Linked DNA regions of Capsicum annuum: region 1 is linked to region 2. Evidence: chromatin contacts called from public Hi-C data. All regions are on one chromosome and are shown on one strand. The core of a region is the stretch at or near the end of the contact, and the rest is flanking DNA. Distances in the headings are between cores, read along the strand shown. Region 1 has its middle 57 kb from the start of LOC107841242. Region 2 holds the start of LOC107841234 (protein trichome birefringence-like 11).

Evidence for each region. Hi-C and Micro-C count contacts between places; a contact is called where the count stands out from the background.
Region 1: a Hi-C map of bud shows a contact between it and region 2, with 3 times the contacts expected there. The contact joins the enhancer-like site here to the promoter of LOC107841234 in region 2. A contact is called at or near these places in 4 of 5 Hi-C or Micro-C datasets (bud, leaf, pericarp and 1 more).

What each region holds. Positions count from the first base shown.
Region 1 is chr1:166,952,092-166,957,668 of UCD10Xv1.1, forward strand. No RefSeq gene overlaps it. Among protein-coding and RNA genes, the nearest start is that of LOC107841242, 57 kb to the right of the region's middle. Within about 2 kb of position 1,265, at least 4 of the 5 cell types and tissues checked have an H3K27ac peak or open chromatin away from gene starts, as enhancers often do. A contact at or near this core is called in bud and leaf, where this site is marked.
Region 2 is chr1:166,844,475-166,849,913 of UCD10Xv1.1, forward strand. It overlaps LOC107841234 (protein trichome birefringence-like 11), which reads right to left and starts at 2,631. Exons shown (of 4, transcript XM_016685212.2): 1 at 1,842-2,631; 2 at 431-820; 3 at 91-249. The coding sequence starts at 2,284.

The DNA of each region.
Region 1 (5,577 bases), core at 15-2,514, 110 kb after region 2:
TTCTCTTTACAATTATGTAGCTTTCTTTCATCAAGATTATATCATGACCAGGAATTCAAAATATGCTTCTTCACACAAATTCAAATGTAACCTTGTGTTCATGTTACCAATGGCGAAGCCAAAAATTTTGCTTAGGCCATTCAAGATTTAAGTATAAAAAGTAAATTTTGACCTATACATGAAATGTACTTTTCTATTTACACCACATAAGTTTCCATGAAAATTGTTCAACTGGTTGGTGGCTCCAACACCACATGTTATTATGTTAGCCAATAACTATGATTGTCATTCATATGTCATGGAGATCATCCTTTTCCCGTACTCCTCTAAGTGAGCGGAATCTCAATCTTTTTCTGGTTTTTATCGCTAGCCAAAGCACAGATGTATCTAGTGCAAAAGTTGAACTAGGAAGACAAATTGGGATTGAAAAATTCTCCTACAGGAAGTTGTATATACCTAGCAATTTGAAATGGTCAACAGTACGCTAGTGCATGATAACAAGGAAGAAGAGTATATGCTTGTCAATGAGGAGGACAGGCCCCTCATTGATTCAAATCCATACCAACTTAGATATTATGGTTACAAACTGGCCCATATGTTGATGAATGATGAGTGCCCTTCCAGGGGCCACTTCCATCATTTACCTGATCAAACTCGAGTAGATTCCTTTGAATTCCTTTCCCCTCTCCTTCTATTTATTTTCCTTAATTATGATTACAGCAGCACAAAATATGGGGAAACGTTTATTGGCAGAAGAAATTTTTTACACCTAACTCATCCAATCTCCTAAGCATTTGGATATGGACGTTGGTGGTAAAAAGAAACAAATAAGGCAAAATGTGCTTTTTCATCTAACATGCAGCTTTGTACAATGTTAAAAAAAAGTATGGTGGTTTCTATCTGCTTAGCACCCGCATCACAGCATTAGGAGATGTCCTACCATTTTCTTCTTCTCATAACCCCTAAAACCTTAGGACTGTAGCATCCTTTAATAGTTCATTTTGCCATTAAATGCATAAACAAAAAATAATTAGAAGGTACAGTCTAGACTACTGTTCTGAATCCTCAAAATGTGCAGTCGATTCAGTTTTTCTCCTGATTCTAAGCAGAATCTACACCAATCAAGCAAAATCTCCCTTCCTTAATATGTATTTCGTATGTGTTAACTGCAGTATCTTATGTTAAATGCTTTTCTGCTAGCGATACAGTCTACACAAACCAGCTTACATCTGACCTCCCAAATTAGCTCTTGCTTCATTGATCGTGGAAGAATCTCCTTATCAGCATCTCTATAAAAATCCTTAGTAGTCCAAACAACTGCATCTGCAGTTCTGCATTCAGGTCCCCACCACCTCTGGTACATTATTGATAAGAAGGCCACCACATCTGACATCAGTCCTACACTAACTCAATGGAGATTGTGGTCTTTAAGAGAAATTCCTCCCAACAATATGTATAAGCAAAAGATGATCCTCTCACTAGGCCCTACAAGAAAATATATGTTCGTTGGAAACTCCATCCAAACTTTCATAATAACACTATTAAGCTTCTCCATGGGTGAGATACTTTTTGTGATAACCAAGAAATTCTGAGGGCGCTGGCGCACAATACGAACCTCAATGGATTATGGGCAGACCCATCTATCCTTCAACTTAAATACCAGACTTCATTTGTGACAACACTCAAATTCGTGACATGCACCTAACACATGTCATAACCTGTGGTACCACTAATCCAGAACACTAGGGGCCTCCAAGGTGAGCTGCTTAAATTGCATGTTTTATCTTCTTCCTCCAAGTAAGATAAACAGTTAAGATCGTTGTCTCTAAAAAGGTTTCTACTATCCCTGCAAGCCTCTATTTCTCCACACTATCATAAAACAACCATGATACAGCCATCAAAGGGCCACTAGAGAAGTGAAATGGAGACACCTAGCACTGTACTAGTCTTGTAGGTACCAAAATCACAAATTTCCTCTGTTTCAGTTGAAGATTTGTTTATTTCAAAACTTAGAGACAGAAGTCGACACTGAAGCTCTTCCAAAGTAATCAATGATCATTCTAATATCATTCTAACTCCAGTCAGCTATTGTCACGAGTCAATTTAGGACCGTGACCGACAATTAGGCGCTAGGACTCCAAGCAAGCCTCATCGGTAATCTAGAGAAACTCGGACAGAGTTTTCCCTATTTTTGGGCCTATTAAAAGTTTTCCCGTCTCAGAAACAACAGATATCCAACCAATAATAACAAATAGACCATAATAGTCTTCAATTAACCACTTCCAACATCAAAGTTCTAACACCATCTCCCAAACGAGAAGAAGTCCTACACTTGTAACAATTTCATAACAACAAAGGATATAAGTCTTATAAAGGAAATTGGTTTCCATAATAACAAAGGATATAAGTCCTATAAAGGAAATGACCGATTGAGCGACTCTAAGAATTACAAGAAATGATCATAACAATATAAATAAACTTTCCATCCACGCGAACAAGTGTGGGGCTCACCAGAAATTTGTCGACTCGTACTCTCCTCACCAAAAAAAAGGGCAGCCCAGTGCACAAAAGCTACCGCTATTGCGGTGTCCGGGAAAGGGCCCCACCACAAGGGTGTATCGTACGCAGCCTTACCTTGCATTTCTGCCAGAGGCTGTTTCCAAGGCTTGAACCCGTGACCTCCTAGTCACATGGCAGCAACTTTACCAGTTACTCCAAGACTCCCTTTAACCTGCATTAAATATAGCAAGGAGCGAGACACTAGCTAAGTGAGTAATAACACTTAACCACAACCATTTCAATAGAGACAAGTCAGAAAACATGCTAGTATGATAATCAGAAAATATTATGAAATACATGCCCTTTCGAAAAACATTGAAAATAAGCAATCTCAATTGTTTCATGTAAGCAAGATCAACTAACTGTCCGATAATAAACTCAATAAGCATATATCATATCAAATATTACATATTTTGAGAGGTTTCCAAGAATGAATCATGTAATCGGAGTGACTTTCTACTTCAGGAAAAGGCAATAACTACGAATCCCTCAGAAAGGAGTCAAATAATCATATCAATAGGTCCCTATTTAAGGGAAATCAGTAACAATATGCTAGTTCTACCTTTCCACTAACGAGGGCTATAACTGTAATATGTAATACAAGGTGCACCAGGTATAACAAACCCATTGTTAGCTACGGGATCCAAATCAAGGTCCACTCCCATTTATACTTTTCTTTCAAAACAGTAGGTACTCGTATAATAGCCTTTTCAAAATAGTACAGGGCATATAAGTTCTTATCAAATCATATTATATGTAAAACTTGCACAAAACACATGTCAAGATACTTATTTCTCAAGTAAGTGAAGACCCTTCACAATAACAATAATCATATCTCAAATAGCAGTAAATATGTTTTATGAAAGCAAGAACGTCTCAATAACCATTTCAGTATCGTATCAAGTAAAAGACTTGTCCTACATGTAATTTTAAAGTATTCTGTAACACTTCTTTTCTGCAAAATAAGTATAAACTATGCAAGTTATGAAAATACAAATAGTGATAAGATTAGTATTTGCGGTACTCTTGTCAAAATATCAAACGCGTCGCCTCAAGCAATCCGTACTTCCTTCAATCAATCTATAACCACATCAACACATCGGTCTCATGTTAAATTCCTTACTCAGGCTAATCTGTGTCTAATTTAGATACCCATTGATGAGATTTCGCGTTTGACACTAAATTTGTCGAATTACCTCTGCCCATGCTATGTGTAACTCAATTTATCCATAATCTCATCAATTTCCGACCTAGTCATACAATTTTGTTCTCAAATTCTTCAGCCAAAAGTACGTACACCGGTATTTAATTCTGAAACCAAATAACTTTGTTGCCTCTCATACTTCTCTAGGGTATTAAATTTAAGTACCCAAACCAATTAGATAAATCAGGAATACGCACGGGCAAAGTTGAGGAAAGAATTTACCTTTGAGTCAAAAGAATTTTTCCATAATTTGTTGGATTCAAGAACTTCTGATTTCTCCCACTTCCATTGATTCGATTTAGTAGAATACCGTCAGATAACTTTGGCTTCCACCAAATTTTGCTTGCTTCTTATGTTTCTTTGTTGTTCTGGGAAGAGTTTGTTTTCTGTTGGGTTTCATCTTCTTTCTGTTTTTTCAATTTTGTACAACTCCCACTAAAATCTCAATTCATTATTTTTGCATACTTAAAAGGTAACCCTAGTCCCTTTAAATGCTTCATGTACGACAGTTCTGGGATTTGACCCAATTATTTCTTCTCTTTATTTACTTTGGTTGCTTATTCTTTTTTTTTTTATTATTATGTGGATAAATGACTTATTTACCCACTTTCTTGTTTGGGGTATTACAGCTATATCAAAACTTGAAAACGTAGCAAAGGTGGTTCAGTATACACACCAATCCTGTGATGTCTCCCTCTTTTATCTATGTATGTGAACTCGGTATATATGTTAAAATGCTTCCTAAGCTGCTAAACGCACAAAAGGGCTACTTAGTCTATTCCAATATGTAATATCCCCATCTTGCTATGTAAATCTTCGTCGGAAGTATGACCAGTACTCAATTCCAAATCCTGCAGATACTTCAGAATCTTAAAACCCCAAACAATTGCATTTCAGATTCTCAATTCAGGTCCTCACTTCTAATACATATTTTGGCCGGTGGAACCACTTCTAATCCAGAAGTCCTGGTTATTAACTAAACAAAAATGGTTGAAGTTGGTCAGCAGGAATAATTTCTCCCAATAGTGTGTAAATGTAGTAGTTGAACCTCTCCCAAGGCTGTGCTAGAAAATATGTATTGTTCGAAAATTCCACTCAAGCTCTCGAGGAATGAGCTACTTAAGCATGATTTATGCTTTCCCCGTATCTATGTTGACATCAGATGTCTTCCTCCAACTGAAGTAAAAAGATTCAACCAGTGCCTCATTAAATTTTTTTAATATCCCTATAACCTTCTATTTGATAGGCTATGTTGCCCGGACTCTTCAAAAATGTCAATGGGTGCGTGTCGGATTCGCCAAAGCTAGTGTATTTTTGGAGAATCCAACACGGGTGCGGCATCGAAAGTGAAGAGTCCACGCAACTTAGTTGATAGGCATAAGTAACTGCTAAGACTCTGTTCTCCAACACTGTTACAAAATACCAAACATGACACTGTCACTATAGAGATGAAACGGAGACATCTAGGCACCTTACTAGTCTATCCTCAGCTTCAGCTAAAGCTTTTGTCCGTGTCAGAACGTACAGGAAGAAGATGCTCGATCAAATAACCAAAACCATTTGAATAGCACCTCTTTCGAAGAAATTAATGATCGTTTTTAGGTCACATACAGCTAACCCCCCTTACACCTTATACAAAGTGTTTCATTGTCTCCTTAGCTCTTGAAGTGACAAATATTTTGAATCTTAAATTGGTTAAATTCATGAAAACTAATTTCAATTATCTAACAAGTCTCCAAATTCAAACATGGGCTACTACTACATAAAGTCCCTAGTAGTAATCAAAATACTAAATCTTGATAGAGTCGTCATCT
Region 2 (5,439 bases), core at 1,381-3,880:
TCACGACTGCAAGCTTAGTAGAGGTATGAAATGTGTAACGATTAAAGGACCTAGGACAACTTCGCAAGGACGAAAAAGCTTGAGACCAACCTGAAATGTACTGGGGCGTATGTCCGGAAGAAGACTTGGGTTTTATTGGAGTTAACTTCACGACTTACCCAGTCTAACACCGTTCGCAAAGACCTCTCATAGGCAGTATCCACTTCCATATCCATCTTCACATCTGACCCCTCTTGAAAGTAACAACCCCTGAAGACATTTTCATTTTGAAGTTAAGATAACACAATATCGCAAAAATGATGGACAACATCCACATCAAAGACGACAGTATTAGTTTTAGAACGGGCATATGCAGATTGAAACTAAAAGCAGGATTTTTTCTCTTTTGATAAGTTAAAAGCCAAGAGTTCTCTGAAGTGGGAAGAGGTACCCTCTTATGGTCTTCTCGTAGTTCCACCAGTGTCCAGTATTGAAAACAATGACATCTGCATCCCTCCATTTTAAAGAGCTCCAATCCATTTTATCTAACTTGAGAGTTGTTCTTATATTGGCTGGGGCTCCAGCAGGAGGTCGACTCTGCAACACAAGAAACGGAGCCCTATAGTATTCCACGGTGCAATTGTAATCAGCAAACTTGAAGATCAAGAACCCTTTGTGTTTCGTGATAGGGCTGCCATTAACTTCATAGATGTTGTCCTTGTTGGCTATAGTTGAAGAAAGAATGCAAAGCAAAGACTCCCACTGATTTCTCCCAATTGAGTCTCCGGCAAACACTACGCGTTTATTCCGCAGTTTCTCTAGCATGCTCCTGGGATCAAATCTGTTTCATGGAGTGAAAAAATAAATCTCTAGTTTCCTTGGTTAAATTTTGACTTTTAAGATCAAATGGTAATCTCTAGGTACATTAAAAAAATAGAAATTTCAGAATCAAAGCTAGAAAGACGTGGTATAAATAAATCGAAAAAAAAAATGTATTTCTCCAAGAAAGCAATAAACTAGTTAAATACAGAATTCAAACTTATCAAAGCATAAGTTGAATACAGTATTCAAAAGTTTCCATCAAAGTAAGCAAATGATAAGAACAAACTGATTAGCAGTTTTGTCAATTTCTCTTCACTTCAGTAATCCAAGTTGTAAAAATAGAAGTCCAAACTGGAAAAAATCTGAATACATCATATTAATACGCTAAATTAACATAGATTTAGAACAGAGGATACCCAGTTAACAAAACAAAATTAATGTACCAAAACACTTGAAAACTTAATAACTTCATACTTGATACCAACATTTGTGGTTGAGCAATTTTAGCTTAGCACTACCCCTTTGATTAAGAAGATCAATGTTCTGAATAGACTATTCATAATTCATTTTAGAACAATTACAAGAGTTGAATAATGTTTACTATGAATCACAATCATGTCACTATCACAGGACGTTATATTATTAATTCGTGTGATTACGCCATTATAAATGCTGCAAAATACACATAAAAGAAGCTAGGAGAAAAGGACAAATGACAAATTTAATCAAAAACATGTGTCGTCAGAAATGAACATGTCCAAATGCTAGTTGTCTCCAAAACACTGCAAATAAAGATAAACACAAAATACAAAACACACTTTTGAAAACAAAACTGAAGATACAACATGGTAGACTATAAGAAGACCTTACCCCTGCCACAAAGGTAGAGAGGCTATTTCCGCTAGACCCTTGGCTCAAAGAGAAACAGTCCAAGCATAACACAACATTCCGTAACTATGATAAAATAATATAATAATTGAAGTACAAGAAACAATAGATAGTAACAGAAATCAAAGGACAAGAAAGTACAAGAGTAAGACCTGGGCAAATTGCAAGCTTTAGGCTGCCATCTCCATTTTGTGTAAAACAAATCAGGCCTTCCATTCTCAGTACACCTAAAACCTTCATCCAAGAATTTACAATCTCTAGAATTATACAAAGGATAACTATCATCCCAAACCCAATCACCATCAAACACATCACAACCACCAACATTTTCACTCAAAAAATCAATCTTTTTCCTCTCAACAATTGTCCTATCAAATCTCAACAACAAAAACCTCTTCTGAGACTCAGCAGACAATTTCAACACTTTAACCACACTTCTGTAATCCAACAAGGCAAAACACAAAACAAGACAGATAACTATAAAGAATCCAAGAATACTCAAAGAAGGCTCAAATAACCTGAATCTCTTTATTTTCTTAATAACAAACAAGAAAGTAACTTTTTCATACTCTTTCTGAGATGGGGTTTCAGACATTTTGGAATTCAAGAACCAGTTTATTCAATTTTCTTGATAAAAATACAAACTTTATAATAAGAAAAAATTAAAGAAGTTGTGGGGTGCAAGCAAGAACGAAGGAGAAATAATCATAACAGGTTGGTTATAAGAATCATTGTTCTATTTGTTTTTTTCACAGAGGTTCCTTACTTGATAAAAGAGTAACGTAACAATAATTAACTTTGGCCTATTTTTGAGATGGAAGCCAAAAAAAAATAGAAAGTTGGGGGAAATGGGGAATGATGAATGTGCACTTTGTATTAGTAGTAATGAAGGTGTTAAATATCAAATCTTGAAGGGATATTAAAAAATCTGATTGCATGGTTCTTCTTAGTTACCTGTTGATTTTTAATTATTTTTTCATATGTTGCCAGCGAGTGTGTAAAAAATTTAGAAACTGACAAGTTATGTCATAAACTATTCCTGATGGACTAAAACCAAGTAAAACAGATAAATTTTCCCAACCATTTTAACAAATAGTAGCAATAATGACTGGAAGCTAGATTTTCCATTTTGAGAATGAGGATTATTAATTTTTTTTTTAATGTAAAGGGACATTAGTTGACCAAGGAAGTGGTGTATTATACAATAAAAAGAGAAACTCTTAATTACTCTTTTTATTCCAATTTTCGGAAACTTGGAAATATTTTGAAGATCATATATTATTATATTTAAAATCTAATCAAATTTCATGATTAAATATTTGAATATAAATTTTTAAAATTTAATCCAAAATATATGATCAAAGGCCAGCTAAATTCTAAATATATACCATCTTTGTGACCTCAAATATTTGGTTGACTTTATTATATTAGTGATTACTAAAATGTGTGAACAGGGGCGGATCTATATATTGGATTGGGGTGCCATGGCACCCGTAGTCTCAGTTGAAACTCTATATTTATATGTGTATAGCTGTATATATTGTACATGAATTTAGTATAAATATTAACTGTGGCACCCAAAGTAACAGAGGGGCTTGTTGCACCAATGTCTAGAGGTCGTAATTTGTTGTTTGGGGATCCAAGTTCGAATTTGTTGGAGGATATTTTATTTTTTTTAAAACAATAAAATGTGTATTTAAGAAAAGACCTAGCCATACCAAAAAGCAGTGCCTTACATTGTTTAAAAGGCACTTTACAAATTTAAACATAGATTTCCTCTATGGATAATGAGACCACTTCCACAAAATGTTGCATACGTTGCTATTTATCCTGACATTCGAAGCTTTAAAATCCTGGATCCGTCTCTACGTGTAAGTAGTTTTGTGCAAAAAGTTGAAAATGTTTGGTTAATTAGTTTTATAACTCATAAGTATATAACTTAGCAAGCCAATACTGAAAAAATGAGGATCAAATCTCTTCATTCTTTTTTCGCTTAGAACAAACCGTGTGACTTGTGAGTGCCTTCAAAGATGTAACTATGGTCTTTTCCTTTCTGCAATTTAGATATTTAATTTTATTTCTTGTTTGAACTGAATTAAAAAAAATAATTTTTTTTTTATTTACAATATAGTCATTAGAAAAAAAGAGTTTTTAACTAAATGACAACTCTACTTTTTTTAAGATAGTGGTGTGATTTGCGTGCATTTTATCCTTCTCAAACTTCACTAGATGGGAATTCACTGGATATGTTGTTGTTGTAACTAAACAACAATTAGCAAAAGATTACGCATGAATATAACTTGTGATACCACGATTTAATTCATAAATGCTACAAAATTTGGATTTATGACACTTTGATACCATACTACTCTTCCGTTTTCCAAATAAGATATTTGGAGTATTTGCTTTATTTTTTTAAATTAATATACAAAGGCAAGGTAGGATGATGGCAAGATGGCCATAGGTACACTCTACCACCTATCAAATAAACCTTTTGTCAAATGAAGGTCAATGTAGTAGGAAACATGGGATGAGCCCACTTAAAAGCGAACCATGTTTGGATGCTGTGACAATCATGTTTTTAATATTTTTTTATTTTATTACGGGGAAAGAAAAAGGAAAGATACCATTGACATACAACTTAACTTATTATATTTATATAAATTCTTATAATTAAAAAAAAAAAATTTACATAAACTAGCATCCTTAAAACTATAATTACAATAAATAGCAACACTTTTTCAAAATTACAACTTATAGCAAAGTAGCAATATTTTACCAACTTCATAGTAATAGAAGAATATGTATTTTCCAGTTGTGCATATGTATTTATGAGTAATACATATATATTTGTATATGTATTTATATTGCAAAATTTTACTTAAATACAAAATATAATTTGCTACTTTTCGTAATTATGAAACTGTTGCTATAAAAGTTTTAATTAAGGCTACAGAGTTGCTATTTTTGAAATTTTCCCTAATTAAAACTAATTATAAAAATCTCAACTAATTATGTTTCTTTATTGAATGTATCGAGAATTAATTATGTATCTTCACAAATTCAAAATCAAAAAAGTATCGCAGCTAATTATATATCTTTAAAAGAAATAATATATTTTCATTAAATGTATTATGAATCTCGACAAATTTAAAAATAAAATATATATATATTAAAAGTTAATTATGTATCACGACAGACTCGAAATTAAAATTTTTAATAATTATATAAAATATTAAAAAAATTATAATTATACTTCAAACTGTAGAAATTTATGTTGTTTATAAAAAAAAAAATATTTAGAAAATGGACAAAAATATAGTTAGGTAGTTGTGGGAGTGTATAATACTTAATTGAAAGAAACCGACAGAGCATATGTAGAGAAGTTAGTCGCACGAGTGCGGGAGGTTAATTAAGTGTTGATTGCTCGGAATTTTCGTTTTTAATAATTTTGTAAAGATTATATATAAATATTTTTATTTTTAGGTTAATATATTCAATTTAAGTATTAAACACAATATCTTCCTTCATACCAAACACAACTTAAAGTCCAATACGATTAGCTTCTTTTATTCAAATTAAGATTCTATTACAAATAAAATTCAATCTTCATTTTAGTATAGTCAAGGTCCAAAATTTAAAGTTTGTGAATGCATATAACTATGGCTATAGGCAGGGGCGGAGCTACAGCTATTCAAGGGTGTGCAAGTGAACACCCTTCATCGAAAAATTATACCGCGTATGTAGATT